2 separate regions of the Gasterosteus aculeatus genome follow, and region 2 is linked to region 1. Evidence: chromatin contacts called from public Hi-C data. All regions are on one chromosome and are shown on one strand. The core of a region is the stretch at or near the end of the contact, and the rest is flanking DNA. Distances in the headings are between cores, read along the strand shown.

Region 1 (6,217 bases), core at 2,640-5,139:
CCTCCTCCTCCTGCTCCTCCTCAGGCGTTCGCTGTGTGTTTCTTTCCCACCTCTCACGTCTCCGCCTCTAGAAGGTGGTGAAGCCGTTTCTTAATTACTTCTGCGTATCGGGCACTTACTTCAGGTCTGTTGGCGGCAGTTATGTGGCTCTGACCTTTGTGAATGAGGGCGACGGAAAGAGAAACATCTGTCCCGCTGGAAGATAAAGGGTCAGATATGTTTGTGCCGCGCTGATTCCGTACAAACGCACGGCGTGAATGTGACACGACGTCTGTACGTCTGCTTTCCTCTTAAAGCGCAATCCTTACTTTGAGACCGACGACACAGATTTGGCCTGAAAGCACCTATTTAAGCTAAAAGACATGAAATTGACTTGACTTTTTTTTGCTGAAAAGTTGCCTTTGTTAAAAAAAAAAAAAAAAACATTTCTGACGCTATGAAAGTATCTGATACTTTAGCGCTTTGGGGCATATTTGTGTAACCTGTGCATAAATTCATGGAATCTATTGAATTTATCAGAAAATAATCTTATTTTTTTGAACATGTGATTGGAAAACTCATTTTCGTATGCGATCGTTGTGTTTTGGGTTTTCGGGCAACATGAGTTTAATATTTTTATTATTTTTTTTGGAAACCTGAAATTAGAATTTCAAAGTAACGGTCAAGCGTTTATACAATCCAAAAACATTTGACACTGAAAGGTTGAACGCCCCCCTCCCCTCCCCCTCCCTGCCCCTCACTCGGCGTGTTTATATGTGCGAGTGCGCGCACACGCCCCCGTTGATGTGCATGTGGTGGGTGGGGTGGTTGTATGTGTTGCCCTGTCATCTGGTGGCACCTACAGGCTTTGCCAAGGCAACCGCGTGGGCGCCGCTGGGCCGGTTTGCAGCGCGCCGGCTCGTTTCTTCTCCTCCTTCTCCTTCTCCTCCTCCTCCTCCTCCTCCTCGAGACGCTGTTTCTTCACTGGCAGCGTCTCTGCATATGTGCTCGCTCCATCCTGCTGTTGTTTTCATCATTACTGCTGTTTCTTTTTTTTTTTTTTTTTTTTTCCGTTGCTCTGGTTGTACTTGACCGCCTTAAACTGCTGTTGTCCGGGCTGTTATATTTGATTTGATTTTCAAAGTGTGAGCGCGCGGTGGAGTCGTGGGAGCGACGTCGACCGCTTCGAGCCGCTGTGAAGGAACCACCCCGACGAAACATCTCCATCTTTTGCTGTGCTTACTTGAAAACAAAGGGGAGGCGGGAGGGGAGGGGAGGGGGGGATTTTTGTTGCAAGGTATAAAAATAAAATTAGACAGACATAGACAGTTTATGGAAGGACAGATGGGGCAGACTGAGTCTGTTTTGAAAAAGGACAATCACTGTCTGGGAAAAACGAGCGGATTTGGATTCAGATGTATTTGCTCCCTCTTGAGATTACATTTTTTATTTGCTTTTATTTTTATGTTCCTTTTTTCAGATGTAGTCATTTTTAGCTTTGACAATCATAGTTGGGTTGATTTATTTTTTTCTAAAGGGGAGTAAATTCTAATTGTGTTTTAGTTTTGTAATTTTTTGGTGTGCTGTTGTTGACATTTTTAAATTGTGTGCAAACTGCAATAAATTATAAGAATCTTGAAATTCAACCTTTGTGTAAAGCCTTTTTTTTTTCTTTACACATTTGTATTCATATTCTAATGTGTCATTTTACCAACAATAACTTTGTTTTATAACATTTCTTAGCATCTCTAAATAGGGACAAATCCCAAATGCTGGTCTTACTTGCAGCTCACGTGCACAGACACAGTTACAGGTCGCAGGAGGTGTTCACATTCTGTTCCCCAGTGACTTGCGATGTGGGTGGAAGTTGTGTTAGTGTGTGTGTGTGTGTGTGTGTGTGTGTGAGAGGGCGAAAAAAAACTCACTGTGTGCTTTCGCGCTGCTGCACAACTCCTGGTGGAGCTGCTGCGCCGACGGAGGCTGCGTGTGACAAGTAAATGTGCAGCAGCTTGTTGAGCTTCAACCCCCTGCAACACACACACACACAGAATCAGCCTCATTCCAAAGCTCCTCAAGTGCGGTTTTCCAGTAAGGAAATCAGCTTTAGCTAATGTATTGCTGCTCAGTAAACCTGCTCTTACAGATGCTTAAGAACTGCACAGAGGCCAAGGAGCAGCGCTCATTAGGCCCCAGATGGTCTCCTCGGTAAGCCCCCGACGCACACCCACGCCATAAGCTCTCCCCTAATCTTTATTACGCTGTCTGATGAAGGCCTGATATTGGTGTAAGAAACATAAAACGATTTAGGGTCCGTTTTCCAGGAGCTCCATCCTTAACGAGTTGGTTTAATAGTTTTTAAAAGGACGAGATTAATGTGAAATTCAAAGGCGAGAAAATAAATCTCTTCTTTTAAACTTAATGTGTTCATTTAAAAAAAACATTTTTTTACTTTAAATGCGCAAACTATTCCAAAAGTCTCAGTTTCTGGAGACGCTTTCAATTGTCGTTTAAGGCAGCCGGGCGCCATGGCGACTGCTGTAGAAAATACAGCCGCCATATCCTTCGGTTACACGCTGCTCGCTGATCATTAATTGCAATCTGCGGCGTTGCAAGTGAACATCTGCTTACGGACAACTGCTCGCAACTCGCGCTCCCCGCGAGGAGGCCGTGCAAGGTTTTTCGCTGTGAATGTAGGTCATTAATTTGTTTCTGTCCTTTGTTTACTTAAGGAAGGGGGACAAAGGGGCAGCTGCAGAACCATTTGGCTGTGCCCAAGGCAGGCCAGCTCAACATGTTGGGAGGCCGAGACCAGCTTGGGCTCCTGTCTGGGGGCCCGGGCCCCTGCACTCTGCCGCTTCGCGTGAGGGAGCCGCCTATGCCAAGCCGTACCAGGACGTTGAGGAAGTGGGGGGGGGGCGGGGGGGATTAAAGAGATGTGGACCCGAAGCGTCCTGATGTTTGGGGGTTTGTTTTTACGACACATTTTCAAACCAGCTCCCAGCCCGCGTCTCCAAACTGACGTCTGAAGTTTGTTCTACTTGTGAAGGAAACAGGCCAGGATCTACTTCCTTGTCTTGAGCGGCACTTTCTTTCTCAATATGCATTTTTGAAAATTCGAGCATTCGGAACGAGACGAGACCACGAAGCTTCGAGGTCGCAGCGCGCCGACGGGGAGAAGACGGCCTTCTGCATCCTGCTCATGCCGGAGACTTGTTGATTCTCTGTGAGAAAAAGGAAACACTCCCAGGCCACGTCTAGCCATGGAAGAGAAAGAGGAAAGCAGGGACATGCGTGTGTGTGTGTGTGTGTGTGTGTGTGTGTAAGTGATCGAGGATTGTCTGCATATTTAAAAGAGCCCCTTTGTCAGGCACTCAGCACAGCAGGACAGAAGGCGAGCAACAAGCGGCCCGCCTGCAAGCAGACAATACAGTGGACCTACTCTGGCTGGGGAGGGAGGCGAGGGGGGCGGTGGAGAGAGAGAGGGGGGGGGAGGTGGGATATTTTTTTTGGGAAAATCAGGGGGCACAGTGTCCCAGCAAGCCATCCATCCGTCCAGCCACCCACTGCAGCCCCCCCCGACCCCCCCTCCCCTTCCCCCTGGCTGAAAACAAAAGGCGACGCAACCCGAACTTGAATATCTGTGTGTCTCGGTGAGAGGGGGGCGGAGGGAGGGAGGGAGGGGGGCCCAAATACTACTTATCCATAACCCCCCCATCCCCCTTCTTTAACCCACACACACTCATATATAAACACACGTATAAGAAAAACTCAGATAAGAGTGTTATTCAGCGATTCACACACTTGCAAGCGCGCACACGGACGGAGAACACACACACACACACACACACACACACACACACAAAGGCCTCCAGCTGGTCTGTCTTTAGCGCCGGGCTACGATGGGATTAAACAGTACTTGTCCTTTGTTTGATTCTTGTGTGGAAGGAGCGCCGCTGTGAACTCTCCACATAAGAGAGATAGAGACGTGGAGAAAGAAACAACAGAGGACGGGAGGAAGGGACATAAATCTTTCAACATAAAGGATTCACTTGAAGACGATCCTGAAAAACAGACAAATTAATTGGATTTCAGGTTAAAGAAACAATGACGCCCTGCAGAAAGAAATGAAACCTCTTTTCACGCGACCCTCTCCCAGCTGTGTGTGTGTCTGCCAGATAAGGGGCATTACCAGGGCGTGTTCGGGGTGTTGTTGGAAACTGCTGGCACCGGGACACATGTGCACGACTCAGCACTTTATCATCGCCATGGTGACCTCACGGGGTAACGCAGGGGAGGGGCCTATTAATGTCACCAGCTCCGCTGCGTAGATGTTAACAGCGTTACTGTATACGTGTGTGTGTGTGTGTGTGTGTGTGTGAACATGTGTGTTTCGGGCATCTGCTGCACCTGCCTGCTGAGTTGTACACATGTATAAGCACACACACACACACACACACACACACACACACACACACATCCAGCAAGCAGCTGTGGTGTTGTGGAAGTCAAGTTCATTCTCCCTGTTGTTTCCTTCCTGCTGATGAAACAGTGGAGACATGATGAAAGACACACACGCACGCACACACACACACACACACACACACACACACTTGCATCATCCTATCTCCACATCTGCACAGAGAACTTGTGGTGAGCTGATATGATTGTATCACAAACAACCTACACACGGCTGAACAAACATCCACAAAAGAGACCAAAATGAATTAAAAACGTCATCTCAAAAACCACCACACCTCTCGTGCAATAAGAACAGACTGAAGGATAAAAACCACTGGTTTCAGGACACACTAAACTATCTCACATACAAAATAGCATAATAATGTGGCCATGTGTCATCAGTGTGTAACTGCGCATGAATTTTAGTTTGTCGTAAACCAAAAATAAGGTCATCTTTCTGAAGTTGTGTGAAGGCATCCGTACATCAGCTCACGTTGATTCCACTCACCTGAACTTTGTTCAACTCTCAGATTCTAAAAACACCAGTTTGACTCACGTGTCACACCGACATCTTACCCCACCGACGCAGAAATTGACACCAATTTATGCAAACAATATGTCGAAAGATGTCCGCTGCGCCATCTATTTGCCTATTCATCATATGCCGACATTTTCTTGACACAAGGAGAGACATCGGAAATACTCCGTGACAGCGGAGAGAGCGTGCACGTGAGGAGTTATCTGGCGCACATGCGTGCACGCGTGCCGTTGCGGTGTGTATTGTGTGCGTTTGTGTGTGTTCTCTCACCCTGTGTTGCCAACCTCTCCGCTCCCTCCCAGCTCTGGCCAGGCACGACCCATCTGTCACATTCCTCCTTCCATCCCGTCTTCCATCCCCCCCCCCATCCGCCGCATCCATCCCTCCCTCCGCGCACCCATCTTTCTTTTCCATCCCTCCTGTTTCTCTTTCCTGCCGCCATCCCCCCTCGCCCTGCTCCTCCCTTTTTGTCCGCTCCGCTCCGTCCGGCAAAGCGCCAGACGTCCCCGTTCTCCAACCTCTTTTTTTTTTTTACTCTCCAAGAAGTCCCTTCCTTGTCCTCCTCTTGCTGCTTTCCTCTCACCTCTCTCACTCTCTCGCTCTCTGTTTTTACTGTCCGTGTCGGGCGGCCCGGTTTGAAGCGATGGAAAACGACAACATGTAGCCACTCCAGCTCGTGTAATAACAACAATTGTCGTCATCAAGAGATAACACAACCGAGCCCGAGAGCTTTTCTTTCCCCCCTTGTAGGCCCAGCTACTTGAGGCCAGCGTGGGACCCTGCAGGCCCATGTAGAGCCCTAAGGCCCAGTGTTACTGCTCCGTGCTGAAACAAACTGCTCCAATCTGGGCTACAGAGACAGGGGTCCTGCCTAGGGAACTGGCACTGTTTCTGCGCATGTGTGTGTGTGTGTGTGTGTGTGTGTGTGTGCGTAGCGTAGCATCAGGGGTGTAGCCCGGGGTGTACTGGCATGGCTGTGCATTGGATTATTGAAGGCAGCTTGGGACCATCTGTATGATGGTGGGGAAGAAGTGCAGAAGGAGGAGAGGAGACAAAAAGATGTCAGAGGAGACGGCCGTCTTTATTTTTTTGCGTCTTTGAAATTGTTTCTTGGCTTTTGCTTCAACAAATGCAACAAATTCAACAGAACTGAGCAGCTTCAGTTGCATCGCCGTAGCAACGCTGGATGTTGTCACAGGTCTGCTCCCTCGTCTTGGGGGACAGTGGTACCCACGTGAGGGG
Region 2 (6,217 bases), core at 2,306-4,805, 110 kb before region 1:
TTAGGCAACCTAAACTGGAAGTTGTTAACCTATTTGTTATATGACGTGGATGAGATTGTTGATAAGGAAAGCAAGAACAGACCTTTTGTCTGTACGGTGCGAGACGGACAGGGCGGGCCCCTGCCAGTTTTGGTGCTACGTGTACAGAAATAAAAGCTTCTCCATTGTAGCCGACGCGTCGGCGGCGTCAGCGGGACGCAGGAGAGACGGGACTCATTCGTTCTCTCACCATTCCTCCTTATTTGCCCTCTCCTTCCTCTGAAACAGATCTGTTGCCTTGGACGTTGTTTTGCTGTTTACTGACCGCGTGAGCACCTAGAAATGCGTTAGACACACACACACCTGCACATGCGCACACAGACGCGGTAGCTCCAGTCCGGTCAGACAGGGGATTGCCAACAGGAGGGCGGAGAGCACGTCGCCGAGTGATTAACCGACGTACCGCCGCGTATACAAACATTTGCACACACATGCAAACGAAGCTCTGTGAGACTGTACATGCGCCCCACCCTGGCCTGAGGTGGTATGTAGGTGAACGAAGCGATAGAGAAATGCATTCCTCTCGCCCCCCCCCCCCCCTCCACTGGAGGTGCCATGGCGACAGTTTCAAAACAAAGAGCAATCCCATCGCCTGCTTCGGCTAAACTTGTTCATCTGAATGTGTTTCGTGCTGCTGCTACAACAGCACAGTATTGGGGCTGATCCTCGATATTTTTTGCCTTTAAGTAGTGATTGAGATTTTATGGACCAGAGGAGCCTGTTCGCTGATCCTGGATCAGTGCTCCCACCTATAAAATGCTTTTGTGAATATGGATCTGGGTCCATATTGTAGGACCTTCCAACCCGATGCCTCATCTCCAACAAGAACAGACACACACACACACACACACCCCCAGAACGCACGCATGTCTGCGTCTGGAATACGCAAAACTGACATTCCTGTTTCTTTTCCCCTTTTTAAAAATTTGTTGAGAGTTTTTTTTTTTTTTTTATGTATTTTGATATATTTGGTTTTATTTCTGCCAAACAAACAAAAAATACACGTGCCATCAACCGCCAAAACAGTTGTTGTTACCTCCTTAAAAATGACTTGCCTGTACCACTCTAAACTAACCAGAGGGCCACAAATAGACATCTCCAACCCAGTGTTGCCACAAAATAAACCTTACCGAGCTCTACGTGGAAAATCCCCAGATAGGCGCCATCCTTTCTTATGAGTATCGATTTAGTGGAAATATGAAGAACTGTTTATCGGCGGAGATCGCCTCGAGCGTAAAACATTCATCCAACAACCTCAAATGTGATATCAACTGGACGCGTTGTTCCCCTTGTGTTCCGCTGCTGTAGGCAGATGTCCATCTGTGGCTCCGGTTATGACAGCAGAGACAGAAACGGGCTCTCGGTTTGCCTTTTCATTCAACTGTACCTGAAGCTGGCGACGGCCCGTACGTAGGTCTCTGTGTGCTTTAATCACCTCTAGACAAACCTTAATCAACGAAAGGCCAGTATGTGGTTGGCTCATCCTGACACCCCCCCCCGCCCCCCCCCTCCTCCAACCCTGACTGTAGGTTTTGGGGCGCTGACACGAGTTCCACTGGGGAGGGAGGTCACCTAAGTGAGGCATTTAGGGATGGTACTCCGACTCGCTGAGGGACATTCCAACAGTAGGAAGAACACCCGCTTAGAAACAGAAGGTGTGACAAAACATGCAAGTTTTCTCTGTGTGACCTTTCGACAATAGCGTATTGTATGAAAAAGCCTGGTTTTATTTGTTATGTATTTATTCATATCAAGATATCTGTATTGTGTAATTCAATAATTATTTATATGTCGTCCTGAAATGAATTATTTTTAATAAGAAATCTGAAATCCGTCTGGTGTGGTTATTTTGTGTGTGTGTGTGTGTGTGTGTTACTTTTGCACATGTGTCCTTTTGAGATTTTAACATTTCTCTAGTGCGTTTCAGGTCAGGATCAGTTCAAATGAGGAGGCTTTTCCTGGGTGTTATTCAGTTATTTCATGGCCTATTATGCTTTAGTAAAGAAGGGTGCCACCCCATAATTATACACGGCAGAGCAGAGGTGTGGGACAGCAAAGGTACGCGTGGGTTTTCTCGCTGTCCTACGGCCTCAAACGCAATCAGGTGGGAGGGGAGCTGCTGTGGTTTCCTGGAAACACCCCGACATGCAAACACTTACTTTGTTTCACTTGGCGTGCGAGTTCTTCACCCGATGCCGGGGTTGAACGTTCCCACGCAGACTTTATACAACAACAAAAAAAAAATGTGTGAAGCAGACACGTCGGTTACAAGATAAGAAGAGATGCAGTATGCGCTCGAATGACGAGGATGGAGTTATCGAGTAGCGTCTATTTAAAGGACAAGTGCAGAGGGAGGAAATCTGTGAGAAAATCTGTGATTTGAACTTAGGAGGTCAGAACTCTGACAACGTTTGTGGCGTAATGGACGACTTCATTGTAACAGTCACTGTTTGTAATAAAGTGGCTCTCTAAGCTCTTAAGGTTTGCCGGAGTTTGCACCTCATGCTATTATTATTTTCTCATATTAAGTGTTGAAATCAAAAGGTGCCCGTCCCTTCAGCTCATTGAGGTTATAGTTATTACTCACAGCTGTCTAGCCGTTGGCCCGGCGACAAGCGATGAGTGCACAGGCGGTGTCAGATCATCTGATTAATTTCTCCTAGGAGGTGATTTGAATTTCAACAAGAAAAACAACCCTGACTTTAAAGATTAAGGGTGGGTGTTAATACCCTTCACAGTAGTGATGCCAAGTGAGAAATGAGAGTGCGCTTTAATAACAGATGTGTTTGGACCATCCAATATGAGTAATAAAGGCCATGAATCTAGATGGTGACAAAAGGACTGGAGCACATTAAACTAACATTGGAAATCATTTACTTTAATGAAAGTAATCGTTCAACTACGATCGGGCAGAGAACGTGTAGCTTTTTGAGCCCGTGTAGGACTCGGGATAAAAAGAGACTGGACTGGACACAATATTAATTATTTTTCTTAAAATAAATTAACCCACAAAAATCTGACTCACTGCCTCTTCTGTTGAAAAATGAATTGTCGCAACAATCGAAAGTACATTCGAGTCTGATTCGACAGGAAGATATCTGTTATTGTGCAATAGGAAGCGGTTGTATCCATGGTTACCTTTGTTTGACCCTTTTGTAAGCAGCAAAAAAGATGATGAGATACACTTTTCCACTGAACAATATTACACACAAACACACACACGCTATAACTATGCCATTTGAAACTCCCCCATATGTCAGATTTGCCTGTGACCTTTTAGATTGAGGCTTTGCCAAATCCAGTGAGGAATACACTGAGCTCTGTGTACTACACAAGTACTTTAAGATATTTGTATGCCACCAGGTCCCTTTTTTAATGTTTTTAGACATTAAACATGATTTATCCCGCTTACTTTTAGCATGTTTAAACACTTACTAAGTGGTTTGTTTTATAATGAGTAACACACCGTATTCACCATAGGGTGGCGCTGGTGCGACGATGTTAACTGTGACTACAGACAGCGACTACAACTCCCGGCATCCAACGCCGAGTTTACGGAAGTGGTTGCCGTTAGCAGAGGGCTGTTTCATTTACGCGCTCACCGCGTCAGGCGGTGTCAGAAGGAGCATCTGAGCACATAAGAACACCTACCGCGGTGCACGCGGGTCATCAACACAAACGCCCCCTTCGTTAACCGTTGGTACGGGCGAGACACACAACATGTTTATTGAATGTGTAGCACACAACGTAGCATGTGTAGTTAACGCTGGGGATAAAGCGTGATTTAACATCGGTCTTACATCAATGAAACCGTTTGACTCAGACGAGGAGGGCGCGGAGCAGCTGGGGGCTTACCAAAAGGAGCTGAGACGTAAGTTGAATGCTGAATGGGAAGCTAAATGTGCTAACGGCTAACTGTGGAGCCGTTAAAGCTGCCTCTTAAACTGTAACGTAACATAACTGTAACATAACATAACGTGGGTGTTATATGAAAACGTCTCGTCAACAAAATACCCGACTCAATGCCGCGGAGTTATCTTTACGTCTTGTGACGTCATTACGTCACAGCACTGAGGCGCGTGTGTATGAAGTCGTGTCACTGCCACCTGTTGTCGAGAATCGAGCAACTTGATCGAACTGAATTGGCTTGTCTAATAGACAACTTCTCATGCTCACGTTATAATTAAAAAATGATTGACAGTATGGCACGACAATTGTCAAGACACCAAGGTGTAACATTACAAAACCGACATGTGTAACATGTCGTCATTGGGAAAAGCAGATCATCAGAAATCCCAGTGACTTCCAAAATGGTTCTCTTTCTAATTTGGGTAGTGGGCAAGTGTTTTTTTTTTTAGACACCAACTAAGCCGCCATGGCCGCGGTGCAGAAACAATATACCGTGTAAGACCAGTGTCTCTGAAGGTCTGTTGTTCACAGAGCGGGCCAACCACAGCATACAGCAGCTCAGCAGTGTTTGGGCGCAGCTGGGCTCTGACGGAGAAGCGGTGGAGGAGCCCAGAGGCAGCGATGGAAGCCTCTTCACCACCACGGCCGAAGAGGACAGGGCTGCATGGAGCCAAAAGACACAGAGCGAAGCAGGTGACTTAGTGATCAGTTCAAGTCCGTCCGACAAAGACATCGTTTTACTGGAGATGTCAACCATGCAGGAAGTCAAATTGAAATGCTTTGTGTGTGTGCGTTTGTGTGCGTGTTCCTTCGTCCTTTGGCATTGCAGTCAATCAGCTGAAGAGCCTTCTGCTGAAGCAGAGCAGAGAAATTCCCTCTCCTCTGACTCCTTCAAAGAAACCGTCTCTGTCAAAGGTAAAGTAAGCAGCTTGGCTGTTCAAATATATTGACCTGAGAAACGCTTTAAAGATCAGGGATCTTTAAATGGATTATAGTGATATTTTGCTTGCCATTCTGTTGTGTTGTTGGGCTAATTTTGGCCTCTGCCTTTTCTTTCCTCTGTTAGAAAGTACAGCATGAGGGACGGTCCAACTCGCCGGCTTTTCAGGATTTCGTACCAATGATTCAAAACCAGTCAGAGTACATCCAACACCTGGAAGCTGAAGTTAAATTGTGCAAGGTCTGTCCTCTAAAATGTGTTTGTGTGTGTGTGTATATTTGCAGGTCCATTTCCCTATTGTCCCAGGTTGTATACATTTTGATTCACTTCTCTCTGTGTGTGATTTCAGGAGGAGCTGCACGAGATTAAACAGCGAATCAGAGTGGTGGTGGTGGAGAATGAGAAGTTGCATTCCAACCTGAAATCCAGAGCTGCGGATGAATCACTGAAAGATTTCCCTATCCACAACTCCCCGGTAACTTGTGTTTGTGTCTGAGAATAATATGTGACTAATAGGATGAAATAATGAGTTTATTTTCAGCTAGTCTGTCAGGTTTTTAAATACAAGCATGCACTGCAAAACACTGAAAGAAAATATCGTCATTAAAATAAATATTACCCCGTGTAGAGTTTTGTTTTATTGTCAAATGTAAAATTGTAAGATGTGTTCCTCAGGGAAATGGGAGTTTGTCAGTCAACAGACACAACATCCTGCTAAAAGAAGAGCTCGCCACGTGGAAACACGAACTAGTAAGGATTACAGATCAGCTTTTTGCTCTCCTCCTGTTGCTGGTCGGTTCTTCCTCTCCGCACCATGAAATATCTGCATTATCACAGCATTTTATGTTGTGTAATCCAGAAAAGAAATGTTTGCTCAAAGCTCTGACGACAAGCTGAAGTATGGAATCATTTTATAAATGTGTTACTTCAAAATTATCCAGATTTTTCTAAATTCCATTTGCATCTTTTATTTTGCATTCAATTTAAAATGTCCCCCCCACTGATCATTTATAACGCATAAAACAACCTTCAAACTAAGAAGGATTACACATTTCTTCGGCTCAAACATGCAGATGCCTTGGAAGATGTTGGCAAGATCCCACAGTGATCCCATCACTCATAGCGTTTCAAGGGTCTGTTCTGAACATGTTTGTGTTCATCAGGAACAATTGAAAGGGATCTACCAGGCCCAGATTGAAAGCTTGGAGGCTCAGGTCCTCTCCCTCAGGTCAGTATATTCCAGCTGTGAAGCCAGCGTAGATTGTTTGCTTAAAATCAATCAGACTCAGACTCTCCTGGTTTCATCTTTTGCTTCCGGTCTCAGGAAGG

What was found. Hi-C and Micro-C count contacts between places; a contact is called where the count stands out from the background.
Region 2: a contact with region 1 is called in a Hi-C map of skeletal muscle, with 4 times the contacts expected there. The contact joins the promoter of sdccag8 here to the enhancer-like site in region 1. A contact is called at or near these places in 3 of 6 Hi-C or Micro-C datasets (skeletal muscle and tail fin).

Annotation. Positions count from the first base shown.
Region 1 is chr6:15,878,408-15,884,624 of fGasAcu3.hap1.1, reverse strand. zbtb18 (zinc finger and BTB domain containing 18) reads left to right here. Exons shown (of 3, transcript XM_078104972.1): 3 at 1-1,625. Among protein-coding and RNA genes, the nearest start is that of zbtb18, 13 kb to the left of the region's middle. Within about 2 kb of position 3,889, at least 5 of the 9 cell types and tissues checked have open chromatin away from gene starts, as enhancers often do.
Region 2 is chr6:15,983,478-15,989,694 of fGasAcu3.hap1.1, reverse strand. It overlaps sdccag8 (SHH signaling and ciliogenesis regulator sdccag8), which reads left to right and starts at 3,555. Exons shown (of 18, transcript XR_013468014.1): 1 at 3,555-3,910; 2 at 4,480-4,641; 3 at 4,778-4,863; 4 at 5,015-5,128; 5 at 5,238-5,363; 6 at 5,564-5,638; 7 at 6,052-6,116; 8 at 6,213-6,217. It overlaps tnfaip3 (tumor necrosis factor, alpha-induced protein 3), which reads left to right. Exons shown (of 9, transcript XM_040178910.2): 9 at 1-1,869.